Regions from separate parts of the Mus musculus genome. Here regions 2, 3 and 4 are each linked to region 1. The links are chromatin contacts, called in public promoter capture Hi-C maps. All regions are on one chromosome and are shown on one strand. Each heading gives the region's core, a stretch centred on a gene start, on an enhancer-like site or on the middle of the called end of the contact. The rest is flanking DNA. Distances are from core to core; before and after follow the strand shown. Region 1 holds the start of 2410006H16Rik (RIKEN cDNA 2410006H16 gene). Region 2 holds the start of Nt5m (5',3'-nucleotidase, mitochondrial). Region 3 holds the start of Flcn (folliculin). Region 4 holds the start of Srebf1 (sterol regulatory element binding transcription factor 1).

What was found. Promoter capture Hi-C pulls out the DNA fragments that hold promoters and counts their contacts. Capture Hi-C pulls out chosen DNA fragments and counts their contacts.
Region 2: a contact with region 1 is called in a promoter capture Hi-C map of liver, with 5 times the contacts expected there. The contact joins the promoter of Nt5m here to the promoter of 2410006H16Rik in region 1.
Region 3: a contact with region 1 is called in a promoter capture Hi-C map of liver, with 4 times the contacts expected there. The contact joins the promoter of Flcn here to the promoter of 2410006H16Rik in region 1. A contact is called at or near these places in 2 of 39 promoter capture datasets (liver and pre-B cells) and 1 of 9 other capture datasets (liver).
Region 4: a contact with region 1 is called in a promoter capture Hi-C map of liver, with 5 times the contacts expected there. The contact joins the promoter of Srebf1 here to the promoter of 2410006H16Rik in region 1.

What each region holds. Positions count from the first base shown.
Region 1 is chr11:62,601,522-62,605,114 of GRCm38.p6, forward strand. It overlaps 2410006H16Rik (RIKEN cDNA 2410006H16 gene), which reads left to right and starts at 1,356. Exons shown (of 5, transcript NR_030738.1): 1 at 1,356-1,502; 2 at 1,714-1,761; 3 at 2,076-2,125; 4 at 2,882-2,945; 5 at 3,134-3,285. Snord49b (small nucleolar RNA, C/D box 49B) reads left to right here and starts at 1,565; the gene lies at 1,565-1,627. It overlaps Snord49a (small nucleolar RNA, C/D box 49A), which reads left to right and starts at 1,939; the gene lies at 1,939-2,000. Lrrc75a (leucine rich repeat containing 75A) reads right to left here. Exons shown (of 4, transcript NM_198861.1): 4 at 3,363-3,593. It also overlaps Snord65.
Region 2 is chr11:59,846,503-59,849,966 of GRCm38.p6, forward strand. Nt5m (5',3'-nucleotidase, mitochondrial) reads left to right here and starts at 1,571. Exons shown (of 5, transcript NM_134029.2): 1 at 1,571-1,870. The coding sequence starts at 1,628. It also overlaps a transcript of Cops3 not described here.
Region 3 is chr11:59,808,729-59,811,887 of GRCm38.p6, forward strand. It overlaps Flcn (folliculin), which reads right to left and starts at 1,311. Exons shown (of 13, transcript NM_146018.2): 1 at 932-1,311. Gm16062 (predicted gene 16062) reads left to right here and starts at 1,352. Exons shown (of 2, transcript NR_045686.1): 1 at 1,352-1,533.
Region 4 is chr11:60,218,830-60,221,997 of GRCm38.p6, forward strand. Srebf1 (sterol regulatory element binding transcription factor 1) reads right to left here and starts at 1,798. Exons shown (of 19, transcript NM_011480.4): 1 at 1,624-1,798. The coding sequence starts at 1,714.

The sequences.
Region 1 (3,593 bases), core at 106-2,605:
AGCAAACAAAAACCCAAGACACTTCCAATATAGAACATGGTATTTGGGGACCCATGAATCTTGTGTTCCTGGCCATGGTCAAGCATATTTGGCTCCAAGGGAAATTATCTTATTCCCTTTAAGAATGTTTTGGCCTGGACTTCCCTCCCTCCATCAAAATTCTGTTTATTCCTCAGACCACCAAGATTGCAGTCTCATGACCACCTGTCTAGTTCTGTCAAAATGAGTTGCCTCCTCAGCCTATTTGCATAAGAAGTGCATGCAAGCACTTATGTGTGTGTTGCTGGGTAGAACCCAGCATATCATATATACTAGCTCAACAGATTTTGCACTGAGGTGTTTTGAGACAGGATTTCATTCCGTAGGCCAGGCTGGTCTTGAACTCACAAGAACCCTACTCTAGTCTTCAGGTTCACATATCCCAGGCTGACCTCATAGCTGAAGATGACCTTGAACTTCTGATTCTGCTGCCTCCACATACCCAGAGCTTGGGAGTTTGTCACAATGTCCAGTTTATGAGGTGCTGGGGATGGAGCTCAGAACTTCATGTTTGCTAGGGAAACACTGCATCCCCAACCCTTGAGAAAATCAAACATACTCATATACTGAAGGCATAGCATTAGCAGTTTTCTATTACCTATGCCCGATGCAAGTCTCTCCAGTCAGAAGTGGAAAGAGCAGGGGGCAATGGAAATGGATCAAGAGCTCTTCTTGATTCTACAGTTCTCTAAGGAATGTGATGAGGGCCGTCTGCATAGGGCCTTGAGAGACTCCGTGGATATGTTGTAAAAATAATGGGGTGCAGAACGGCCCCAATCATTACACTTTTGTAACAGCGTTTGTCTTTGAACGCGGTTTCGTGTGTGTTAGCGTAGATGAGCCAGGCTCTCCACCACCCAGTTAGATTATATAGGCCCGCTTTTTTTTTTTTTTTTTTAAATTTAAAATAGAGACAGGGGCTCATTAAATTGCCCAGGCTGGACTCGAATTCTTGCGTCGGGTTCCTAATCGATTACGATTACAGGCCTGCACTGTCAGGTCTGACTACACATTTCACACACTACACACGTTCACAAAGGACTAATAAGTCAGGGAAGACAACGAGGACGGAAAACCGCGGAAAGGATGTCGAGTCCGCGCTTAACCCAACACGCAGGCGCGCTGGAGCTCGCGCGCTCTTCGCTACCCAGAATCCCCCGGGGCGGGGGAGACCACTCGCTCAACAGAACGGGGGAGGCCTGGGTCGCGAGGCGGGCCGCTGGAAGTTCCCGTGAGCCTTTGCCGCCCTCACCTCCCTGGGGTGAGGAGTGGTCTATTCCTAGCCCTTAAGAGGAGGGCGCTCACGCGCCGTCTTTCTCTGCGGCCATCATGGGATCGTGCTCTTCTCGCTCGTTGAGCTGGTCCCTTCGCCGTGGCCTGCTGGTGACGGTCTGGAGCGATGCTGAGCCCGGGCCCAGCCTCTCAGCTCCGCCTTGTGCGCTGCACAGATCTAGGGGAGCCTGGTAAGTCGAGGTCTGCATCGCGGGGCGCCGCGCGTGGGCGGGGTGTCGGCTGCAATGATGATGAAACTAGAAAAAAAAGGAAGTGCCGTCCGATGCGACAACTGACGACATCCCTAGTTAGCTGACTGCAGTCGTTTAAGCCTCGGCGACCCAGTGCTGAACACAAGTGTTCTAATTGCCCCTCATGACTCTTACTCTTCTAACCTTTCAGACGGGACGTTGACAACGTGGAATAGGAGCAGTATCATCCCACCATGAGGTAAGGGTTTCTGGAGTATCAGGTGGGGTTCATAGACAAGAGGCTGTGTAGCTTTCGCTCCAGGGACTCCCAACATACCCTGGCCCATGTGGGCACATACATAAATTTAAGACGTGTCTCCATTTAGTGGCTGGAACTACTAGTTGGAGGACAGCAGAAAGCTTGACTGCTGTGATGAGATGACTAAGTAGGAAGTGCCGTCAGAGTCGATAACTGACGATAACTGCTCCTGGCTGACTGCAGTCAAGCCCACACCGGTGGCTGGGGTTTAGGTTTAACTTGGGCTGGACTTTTAACAACTGCTGTACTTCTAGGTTGGGGATTTAAGAGTGGAAGATTGCCAACAGCTGTGGCCTCCCATGAGGTAAGCTTTCAGCTTGGGATTTTAGACCGTTTTGATTTGAGCTAGAGTGTTCATGTATGAGCATCAGTTTTGCCTGTACTCAATACTGGTTGTAGCTGATGGGGGTGGTTAAGTAAGGCAACAGTGCACAGCTCTTACTGTAGAGCCATTTTTTTTTTAAGATTTATCATATCTAAGTACGCTGTAGCTGTTTTCAGATGCACCAGAAGAGGGCATCAGATCTCATTACGGATGGTTGTGAGCCACCATGTGGTTGCTGGGATTTGAACTCCGGACCTTCCGAAGAGCAGTCGGTGCTCTTAACCACAGAGCCATCTCCAGCCCCCTATAGAGCCATTTTTGTGTGTGTTTGCTGTCTTGATGCTAGAAAAAAATGGCACCGGACTTAGGTGGTTGTGAGCCACAATTAGTGCTGGCAGTCAAACCTGGTCTTCTAAGAACTTAGACCTTCTAGTCCATTAACTTGGGTCTTAAAATTTTCAGTTAATGTGGTCTTACAATTGAACCCAGTTGGGCTGGTTTGGCTAGTTGTAAATGTATTTTAGTAATTTGAAAAATACTTCCCTTTTAGGTCTAGGATGTGTTAAGAACTGTAGCTTTCTTGAGAAGAGGCAGGCAGAGTTCAGGCCAGCCTCGTCTACAGTAGTGAGCCAGGGCTACAAAGAAATCCAAAAGAGAAAAGCCAGGGTGGGAGGGCAGCCATTGATTTTGCAAGGCTGTTATATATAATGTCCTGTTTTCTGCAATCCATTTTAGGGTGTCCCCTTTCAAGTTCTCAGAACGGACGCAGGACTGCAGATCTGTGCTGGCAGCAGCAGAGGTGAGTTGGTCTGTACAGTGACTATCTGTTATTACTCTGAGAGATATCAAATGATGATATCACCTAAAATAGCTGGAATTACCGGCAGATTGGTAGTGGTGAGCCTATGGTTTTCTGAAGATATCATTAAATGTTCTAAATGCCATTGATCCAGGCAGGAGTGATTCTGAAATTCAGCTCTTTTGCAGGCTATATTCCCAGAGGAGTCTCCAGCCGGCCTGAAAGCAAATATCCTAAGTGACATGTCTGCCAATTTTGTTCTGGGTGGGCACATTTGGTAATCCTGTCTGTACCACAGGATCTTCTATGCCTTTTAAAAATAAACATTTGTTTATAAACCAGATTGCCAGTGTTTTGGATGAATTAAGTTGTGTGTACAGCTAACCATCAAAGCACTCTAATAAAGCACAGTCCGTATTGGTCCTTGAAAACATGTATTAGAGTAGAGTGTCAGGTGTTAGGCAGTCCAGCTTCAGCACTGTAAACTTCTGGGCAGTCTCAGCTGTTTGCACAGCTGGACTTGGGCAAAGATTCCAAAGCATTTAAGGCACCCACACTCAATCCCTGTTCTTGGCTGCAGTGCCATGCAAAGACGCCATCTTGTTTGCTTACCTGGCCTGTAAGGCTGTTCTTCCCCATAACCCCATG
Region 2 (3,464 bases), core at 321-2,820, 2.8 Mb before region 1:
TTGTGCGCATGTGCATAAGGGTTTCTCACCAAATCAAAGCCCATCCCGGGGAATGTAAATGAGGCACTGAAAGCACAACCAATCAGGTATAGACACGCCACTCCTAGGCCTATATAAGCAGCGCCAGTTTTGGGGCTGGGGTCTTTTGGCTTCGCTATCAAGCTCTTCCAATAAACCTGTGCAGAAGAATCCTGTTGTGGTGTCTTCCTTGCTGGCGAATCGGGCGTCCACAATAGTCACAAAGCTTTTACTGAGTCAGTGCCTCTAGATTCTTGTCTCATGAACTTAGAGAATGAAGTTCATAGATGACAAGGAGGGTGAGTTTCTTTAAAGATATTTATTTTTCCTGAATGTATGTATGGGTATAACACACTTGCCTGGTGCCTGAGGGGGCCAGAAGAAGGTGTTGAATCTCCAGAAACTGAAGCTACAGACTGTTGTGAGCACTGTCTCTCTTCCATGTTAGCATGTCTATCAGTGGTGGTTCCTTGTTGTGGTCTTATTTAGGCAGCCATATTATTATGGAAGTTTTTCTGTCATTTCCAGAAAACATAATCTCACAACAGATTGTCTGGTCCTCCCATGTAACTTGCTTGGCCTTTTGGGACATGAGCTTTCTAGCTTTGTCTTTATCTTTCTTATTTTGGAAACATCCAGCCATCCCTCTTCTCTTTAGGACAGAGTCTTTTTAAAAAATCTTTACAAACATCCTGTGTATCCGTCTGTCTCTCTTTCCCTCCCTCCCTCCCTCCCTCTCTCTCTCTCTCTCCCCACGTTTTGGCAATATGTATGTCTGTGCACCACATGTGCCCATGGAGGCCAGCAGAGGGTGCTGTATGCATCCCCTGTGTTCAGAGTTGAGAGGATTGTGAGCAGCCAGCAGGGTGCTGGGAATCTAGATCAGGAAGGACCAAGATTTAACATACAGAGACCTTTCTTTACCAAAAATACCTTCATGTTTGCATCCTTTAAAATATTTTTTCTACCTACTAATTCCTTTTTTTTTAATAACATGAAGCACAGTAACAAATTTACAGACATATTTGGAGATTCACTATTGAATCCAGTGATGTTAGGATGGACACAGAGCATCTGTTTTTTTTAGAACCTTTATAGATTTGAAGGTTACACCTCTGATAGCTTTAAATTTTATAAGGTTATGGTTGCAAACATTCAGCATCTATGAACAAAGAGGATCACACACAGCAGGTGTATCTGCCTTTACCTGTACCTAAAACCTGAAATCCTCCCTGTCTATACTTGGGAATGACAAGCTGTTTAAAAACCTGTACCCATAATCCGGGATGGCTGGAACTTTGTTGGGCTCAGAGCTCAACGAAGTAAGCGCTCAATAAATACCTAAGGATTTGTTCCTCCGGTGGTGAGCTCCTCCATCCACCACTGCCTCAGTAGGAAGAGTGCTCCAGTCTGGCTTTCACAGGCGGCTGTAACCTGGGACTGGATGTCCCAGGGCGATCAGCACCCACGTCGCGCTCACCTTCTCTGGGCGCATGTCCCTTTAAGGGCGGCGGGGCTGCGCGCCGGCCTCGCTCTGGGCCGGAGCCTGCGCGTCCGTGTCCGCGGTGGAGGCTGCGTCTGCCGCGGGCCCCGGGCGAGGAGCGGGGCGATGCATAGGCTGCGCGGCTGCTGTGCGCGTCCCCGCGGTGCCCCGCTACGGGCCGAGCGGAGCCGGGCGAGCAGCCGCGCCCTGCGGGTGCTGGTGGACATGGACGGCGTGCTGGCGGACTTTGAGGGCGGCTTCCTCCGGAAGTTCCGCGCGCGTTTCCCCGACCTGCCCTTCGTGGCGCTGGAGGACCGGCGCGGCTTCTGGGTGTCGGAGCAGTACGGACGGCTACAGCCTGGGCTAAGCGTGAGCACCAGCCGGCCCCGCAGCCGTGCCCCGCGGGGAGGGGAAACTGAGGCCGCAGCTGTCCAGCCCCAAGCCAGCTCGACTCCTCCAATGACCTTTGGCGGGTTCTTTGGTACCACACGGATCCTGGGAGGACTAGGGCTACAGGGCTAGAGGGACCAACCATTCAGCTGTTGCTGGGTTTCCAGCTATCTCCTTAATCCCCCTTCCCAGCTGGACTCCCTTTTCCCCTCTCTTCCTCTCTCCTGCCGCTGCCCTTCAGTATCCACTTCTTCTAAATATTGGAGATTGAACCCAGACCTCTGTAGACTAGACAGGCTCCCAACCACTGACCTACATCTCCCATCCTCTTACTTTGTACTTTGTCCTTCATTCTCACTAGCTTCCCTAGGCTGCCCTTGAACTAATTCACTGTGTAGCCTAGGGAGGCCTAAATTTTTGATCCTCCTGTTTTATAGTCTCTCAAGAAGCTGAGACTGCAAGCCATGCTGGGCTTGAATTTTAAATTCTTGGTGTGTTTGGCCTCAGATAATTGGTTACATTAAAAACAAACAAAAACAAAAAACAAAACCGAGCATTCTCAGTCTCTTACCCAGACATGGCTATCCCTCCCAATGAAATTGACAGGAGTGTCTTTGCCATCCTCTTTTACCCCATGGAAGCATAACTTTGAGTGATACTGTATGCTAGAGAATGTGACTTGCAGAGTGTCACATGGGGAGTCGGACTGGGAAGAGTGAAACTTCCCTCTTGACCAGTGTAAGGTTTTTGGTAAGACCTTGGGCACCACTCCCCCAACCTTCCCATCCCTCATGGCTAGACAGAGATCCAGGCTTTTTGGTAAAGTGTAATTTGGAGACTTAAACTATTCTATGAAAGGAATAGGGGGATTTGCTCAGCATAAACTTAGAAACTCCAGCGTTTCTCACTTGGTTGTCTAGGGGCTATAGTGCTTGATGGTCAGAGGAGTGTTTTTTGTTTTTGTTTTTTAACTTATCAGGTTTGTAACATCTCGTTCTTCACAGTCTTCCAGGACTGAAGGCAGTGAGGTCATGAAGAAAAAGACACACAGAGAGCTGGGCTCTTTTCTGGAGAAACCACAGCACTCTTGGAAGCCCAGGGTGTTTGTAGGGATCAACAGAAAGGCGGGTGTATACGGATGGGCAGGGATGGGGACAGAGGTGTAACGAAACAGGGGAGGCAGTCTGCAGGGGGGAAACATTCAAGGGGGAAAGCTAGAGTGGCCATTCTCTGCATATACTGTCAAATTCTATACTTGGACCAGAGGAAGGCTTCTTCATGCCAGGGGATGGGGGTGGGGCTTTGCCCTTCCTTCATGGGTCTGAGGTTCTGGGGTGCTGACACAGCTCTGCCTATGTCAGTGACAGCACATTGCCTCAGGACTTCACTCAGCACTCTCTCCATTCCCTTATCTTGCTGTGGGAAGATGCTCCTGTTTCCTCCTTGCACACAAGGAGACCTGCCATCCTGCCATCATCACATCACGGGGTAGTAAGGAGCGCAGATGGGATTCAAGCCCCAGCAACACGTCTGCCTGCTCCACACAATTCTCTCCAACCACCCTACTGCCCTG
Region 3 (3,159 bases), core at 61-2,560, 2.8 Mb before region 1:
TACCACATTCTTCTACCACAGGAGCCGGCTTCTGGGAGTGTGCCTAACCACCCTTTCCTAGTAACCTTTCGAGCTGAAGACAGTCTCCTCAGCGTCATACTTTGAGAGGCAGGCTGTGCATGTACGAGATTTGCTCCCGCTGTCTGAACCACAAGCCTGGCAAACGAGACCCACACCATCCTTCCCTGGTGTGCCCTAGTTTTTCCTCATCTCTATTTCTTGTCTTCTCACAGCACCAGGCCACTAAGAGTGCCTTGTAGGCAAACAAGGGGTTACAAGGATCTCCACGGAAGTCAGCAGGAGCTGTAACTGTCTCCCACAGGAAACTCACTGATCCCCCTACTACACTAGCTAGTATAGAGTGGGTAAGAAACTCAGCAGGGAACTTTATCTCCAACTTAGAACCACTCCCCTCTCTACTACTGCCAACTTCAGCAGGACTTCCTTTAAAGAGCACCCAGTCACTTGACACTAGCAGAGCAAACACTGTCACGTGCCATGTCCTCTCTACTGTTTAATGACAACTATGATAGCTCGGCACTGCCAGCAATACACTAGCTGTAGTCTTTCTCTCTGCCGGACACCATGGGTGGTACCAGGCTTCCCCACCCCCACCCCCGAGAAATGGAAATTCACCCTATACTTGCAGTAGGTCCTCCTGGCCCCCTACTGTTATGGGCCACTTGTGACCTCAACGGCGATCCACTGGCTAATCCCAGGGCTAACCATTTCTTCCAACGCATGAGGACGAGTTACCCTGTTAAGAGTGGAGAGAAATGAGGTGTCTTGCCTGCCCTGTCCTCAGACGGCCATCCTGCTAGAAAACGGAGGTTGACTGGCAGGGCGACGTCCCCAACAGTATTCAGTCAAACTAAAGCAATTACCCCAAACGGGGGGTGGAACCTGCCACCTCCCTCTCCCAGGTGTTTACCATCCGCGCTTTCCATTCAGCCCTATGGCCCAACACCAACCCAGCTGGGGCGCTTGCCGCCGTCTCCCGGATGCTGGGCCGGAACCCGCTCGCAACTGTCCTGGGGCTGTCGCCACTGTTCTGCCCCTCGGCAAGTGCTAGCCCGTTCCGCAGGCCCTTGCACTGAGCCTTAGCGCGTGACCCAGCCGGACCGAACCATCCGCAGGCCGGCAGAGGGCAGGCAACGCCAGTGACTAGCCGGAGCGAGCAGCGTTGCGTCCCCCGCAGGCGACTAGGATGTGCGGAGCCTTGCTGTGTCACGTAATGCTCCTCCAGGCAAGGAATCCAAGCCCCTCGGCCACGCGCGCCCCTCGGCGCGGCAAGTCGCCCCGCGGAAAAGCGTAGATGGTTCCGGCCGCCGAGAGAAGCCATTCTGCAGGGGTGACGTCAAAACTGACATTTCAAAAAAGTCAGAGAGAATTAGTCAGTCCATGCCCTGTCCCTACCGAAGAGGAAAGATTTGCGGAAAATTTCCTCTGGATTCTGGGAGTTCTTGGGACTCCACTCCCTGCCTGTAAAGTTGCAGATCAGAGAAACCGTCTCCCCTTCGAGAGAAGTGGAAGGTACGGACAGGTCCTGGGAGGGAGGAGGGTACAGAGCGAAGCAGGACCACGCATGTGCACGGCTCAGTCTTGCCCTGAGCCGGCCCTATCTTTGCAAACTAGCTTTCAAAACAGTTCGTGGATTGTGGGGTTGTTTTCTCTAAGCCCTGGGTTTGATTTCCCGTTTGGGGATGAGGGATGGAATATTATTTAGCTACTTAAAAATTAATTTTAAGCCGGTCAGTGGTGGCGCACGCCTTTAATCCCAGCACTTGGGAGGCAGAGGCAGGCGGATGGATTTCTGAATTCCAGGCCAGCCTGGTCTAAAGAATGAGTTCCAGGACAGCCAGGGCTACACAGAGAAACCCTGTAAAACCAAAAAGAAAGAAAGAAAAGAAAAAAAAAGGATTTTAAGGGCTGGAGAGATGGTTCAGCGGTTAAGAGCATTAACTGCTCTTCCAGAGGTCCTGAGTTCAATTCCAAACAACCACATGGTGGCTCACAACCATCTATAATGGGATCCAATGCTCTCTTCTGGTGTGCATGAAGAGAGTGACAGTGTACTCACATTTTAAAAATAATAAAAAAAAATACATCTTTTTTTAAATGAATTTTAAAGCTATTAGTGCATACCATGGGCCCTTGAAGACAGATGAGAACAGAGCTCTGGGCTTGAGCCTGTAACTAACGCTGCCAGCTGTACACAGCGGCCAGCGCTGCCAGCCTCCGCTGTGTACACGAGGACGCCCAGAATGTGGTTATCCGGAAGTGGGAAGCTTCAGATGAGTAGAAGTTGATGAGTTGGTATCTGTTTGTTTTTCAAATCACGGGGATCGGATTCCTTTCTCTCTATTTCAGCTTTCGTGTTTTGTTGGAAGAGGGAGCAGGAGGAAAAAAAATATGCAAACTTGTGTTCTATAACTTTGTTTACTGCCTGGTAAAGATTAAGGAGTGCAGGGTGGAGTTATGGTGTTAGGTATTGTCTTGTGTGTGTTTATTTTTACCAATCCGATTATTCCTGATACTGTGAGTCATCTCCTGTCCTCCACGAGGCTCTTCCCTACCCTTCTCCAAGACTAGAGCAAGCAGACAGCAGAAGAAGAAAGCAGATACCTGACAACTAGGGGTTAACAAACTTAAGCAGGATAAAACAGCTTTAAGCAGACTGCCACTCAGGATATAAGTGAAACCAGTTGCAACTCCCCACAGCGATGTTAGGAAGAACCAGGTCAGCTCTGACTATGGCTCTGAGAACCAGGATCCTGTATTGCGACCAGAGGATTTGGGCAGCCAACCAAAAGCAGTCACTACAGAGAGAGTCTGGAGGTCAGTGAGGGGACAGCAGGAGTGTGCAGCTCCCCACTGGCTCCCCCAGGTCTCTAAGGCTGAGGCAGGCTACCAGGATTCCTTTCTGCAGTCATTGAGAAGCCTCGCAGGCTGAGGGGGTAATGAGTCCCTTTGCCTGCTCCTACCGATCCAGTCCCAGAGGCTCGCTGAAGCAAGCTCCCCACAGGAGCCTCAGCCATAGGACAGACACTTCCCGACTCAAAAGGAGCCTGTCTTCGGAGATGGCTGGCTGATTAGAATGTCAGTACCAGTGGACGGACTGGGATGTTGCAGACCCAAAAGCTAGTTGCCTTACCTTGA
Region 4 (3,168 bases), core at 548-3,047, 2.4 Mb before region 1:
ATGGCCAGTGGGACTGGCTCTCCTTGCCACTTTCCAGTCTTATGTCCAATGCTGCTCTGGGTTGAAGGAGACAGCTACATGGCTCCCCAGCCCCTGCCTCAATCTCACCTCTTCGTCCAGCCTTGGGAGCCAGAGGTCCAGGCTCTTGAGCCAACAGCCTGGGTCTGAGTTCTGTCTTGCTGTGGCTGCAAGACTTGGACATGTCATTTACCCTCTGTTTTTGGTCTCTTACTTGTAAGATAAAAGTATGTCTTCCAGCTGGGCCTGTCGGAAGGATTCAATGCAATTCTCAACCTAACACCAAGTACTCCATAAGTGTAGGCTATCCATGTTGGGATGGATGGACACCCAAACACCAAGAGGGAACTTCTAACAACTCAACACTGTACTCTCCTCCTCCCATCCCTCCTCTCACTGTTCCTAACCATGCCTGGATCTCAGGTCAGCCAAGATATCTCTAAACTTTCATTCCTCTTAAGTGTCTAGCAGTTTTTGTTCTCCGCCCCCCCCCCCCCAGACAGGGTTTCTCTGTGTAGCCCTGGCTGGCCTCGAACTCAGAGGTCCACCTGCCTCTACCTCCTAAGTGCTAGGATTAAAGGCATGTGCCACCACTGCCCGGCAGGTGACTAGCAGTAACTCCAAGCTTTGATGGCACATTTAGGTCTCTGATGAGGACGTAGGCACAGCAGTCCAAGGCTGTGTTGGATATAAAAAACAGCTTAGGTGTCTATCAACAGAGCATCAGGGGGCACAATCTACTGTAATCCCACAGGCCCCATTGTAGTTGTAGACACACAGTCATGATTATCTGGGGTGGAGGAGGATGTGGAGCAGCCTTAAACGAGCAAGAGAAATATAATGTTTTGAAACTGCTAACAGCCACCAGAGATCGTTGAACAGTCCACCTAACATGGATACATATCTTATAGTAACAATGACTTGCTGGGGTTTTTTTCTTCTCCAGATCCGCCGCCACTCCTTCCCTCCGCCCAATTGGTAGTTGTTGTTGACATGGGAGATGAATCATACTGAGCGAGTTCAAGTGATGTTTTAAAGGATCTAAGTGGCCTGGGGTGTGGCTCAGCGCAGAAAGCCTGTTAATATGTTCTAGAATCCGAGTTACTGCCCCAGAATCACAAAATTTGAAAAATATTCTAGAGAGCACCTTCTCTCTTCTATCAGATTTCCAATTCCTCAAACTCAGGTCCCGCCTAAAGGGCCTTTGCCTCCCCCTCCGCCTAAAAAGTATCTTTCCTTTCCGGTGAGGGGGCTGCTCCTTAGCTCTAGTGCACTCAAAGAGACCTCCCTGACCTCAATCCAAAGTAGCCAGATGCTTGCAAGCCAAGGTAAATGCAAATATCGGTTCGTGGACTTTCTTGGGAATTTTGGTGAACTCAAGAAATGAGAAACCCCGGGTCGGCCTGTGAACTGTACACAGGACCAGGCTTGAAGTTGAGTGGATACTCAGCGTGTCCAGAAACCTAGCCCACTGCGGTCCGGAAAGCTCAACCCTAGATCTCAGGCGCCAGATCGCGCAGTGCGCACGCGCCAAAGTTCCCGGCCAAGCGCCCTCGCCGGACGTGCGACCCTGCACAGGCCGCGCCGGAGCCCCGGGACACGCACCTTCGATGTCGTTCAAAACCGCTGTGTCCAGTTCGCACATCTCGGCCAGTGTCTGTTCCAGAGCCGCCTCACCGAAGGCCAGCTCGTCCATGGCGCCGGCGCCCACCCGGCTTCGGACTAGGCCCACGTTAAGGAAAAGTTCCCCGGAAACTGGGTTCCGCGGGCGGAGCCACCTGAGCGGAGGGGCGGGGTTTCCCATCAAGCCCCGCCCACCAGCCTGCATCCTGACAGCTCGCCTAGCGGGTTGAGACTGCCTGCCCGAGCCTGGTTTCTAGCAATCTCCTGCGGGTGCACAGGCACTGGGCCTTGGCTTCTTCTGTATCAGGCCAAGGGAGGGACCGAATGGAAGCCACAGGACTAGACCCAGCCCAGACATCGTTAGATTAAAGGGCCAGGGATGGGGGGCCCAGCATGAGGGTGGGAGCAGAGAACAGAAAACTCACTTCCTAGTCTTGCTGTTTAGAACCAGACAGTCCTGGGTCCAAAATACAGCAGATACAGGCCTGCAGTGGGGCCCCTCCACTATGTGCCTCTGTTTTCCTCATCTGTAGCCAGGGTCCAATTATCTATGAGCCAGCTGAGAGGTTAGAGAAGCATGGCCCATAAGACCTGTCCACCCTCTCAGCTTAGAAGTCTAGAAGTGGGCCTCCAGAGGAGAAGAGTTCTCAGGCAGAACCTGCAGGAGGAGGGGGTGGCTGGAACTTCTGATCTTGTCTTAATCCTATCAGTCCTACCATTGGAGCAGAGAGGACCTGAAGGGCCAGTGGGCTCGTACTACTCCTATAGAATGACTTGTGTCTCCAAAAGGATCTAGAAAAAGTGTGAATCTCAAAGTCAAGAAGGGATTCTGTGAGCCAGGCATGGTGGCACACTCTGTTAATCCCAGCACTTGGGTGGCAGAAGCAGGTAGGTTTCTGAGTTCGAAGCCAGCATGATCTACAGAGTGAGTTTCAGGACAGCCTGGGCAATACAAAGAAACCTTGTCTCAAGATACCAAAAAGAAAGAAGAGAAGAGAAGAGAAGAGAGAAGAAAAAAGAAAAAAAAGAAAGAATTCTGTAACAGAGGTCCTGAGGACCTGAGCCCAGCTACTGGGTCATATGTGACCTGGGGCCAGGCCAGGTGCCTGAATAAAGACTGAAAAGTGAACCCTGGGCCCTGTGACTTAGGAACAGGTAAAGCAAGGGAGGGAGGAGAGGTTCTTCGGCGTGGATTGAATAGACCATTCTGGCCCACAGGTGATGCAAGTTGGGAGGCAACGGCAGAACCTACGAGTCAACCAGGGAGGGTCAGGGCCCCAGGCCGCCCAGAAGCTGCCTTGCTCAGACTGCAGATACCTCGGCTGCTTTCACCTCCCAACCAATAGAGTTAGTTGGGGCAAGGAGGGAGGGTGTGCCTGGGCTTCACCAGGACACATTTTTGTTCCTTTCTCAGAGGAGCTGCTAGAAAATTACACAGGAGTTGGCAGGGCTATAAAACGCACATGGAGCCCTTGCTTTGGGGTCACCCTGCCATGTCCCACCATCAGAAGACACCCGGTTTTCTGA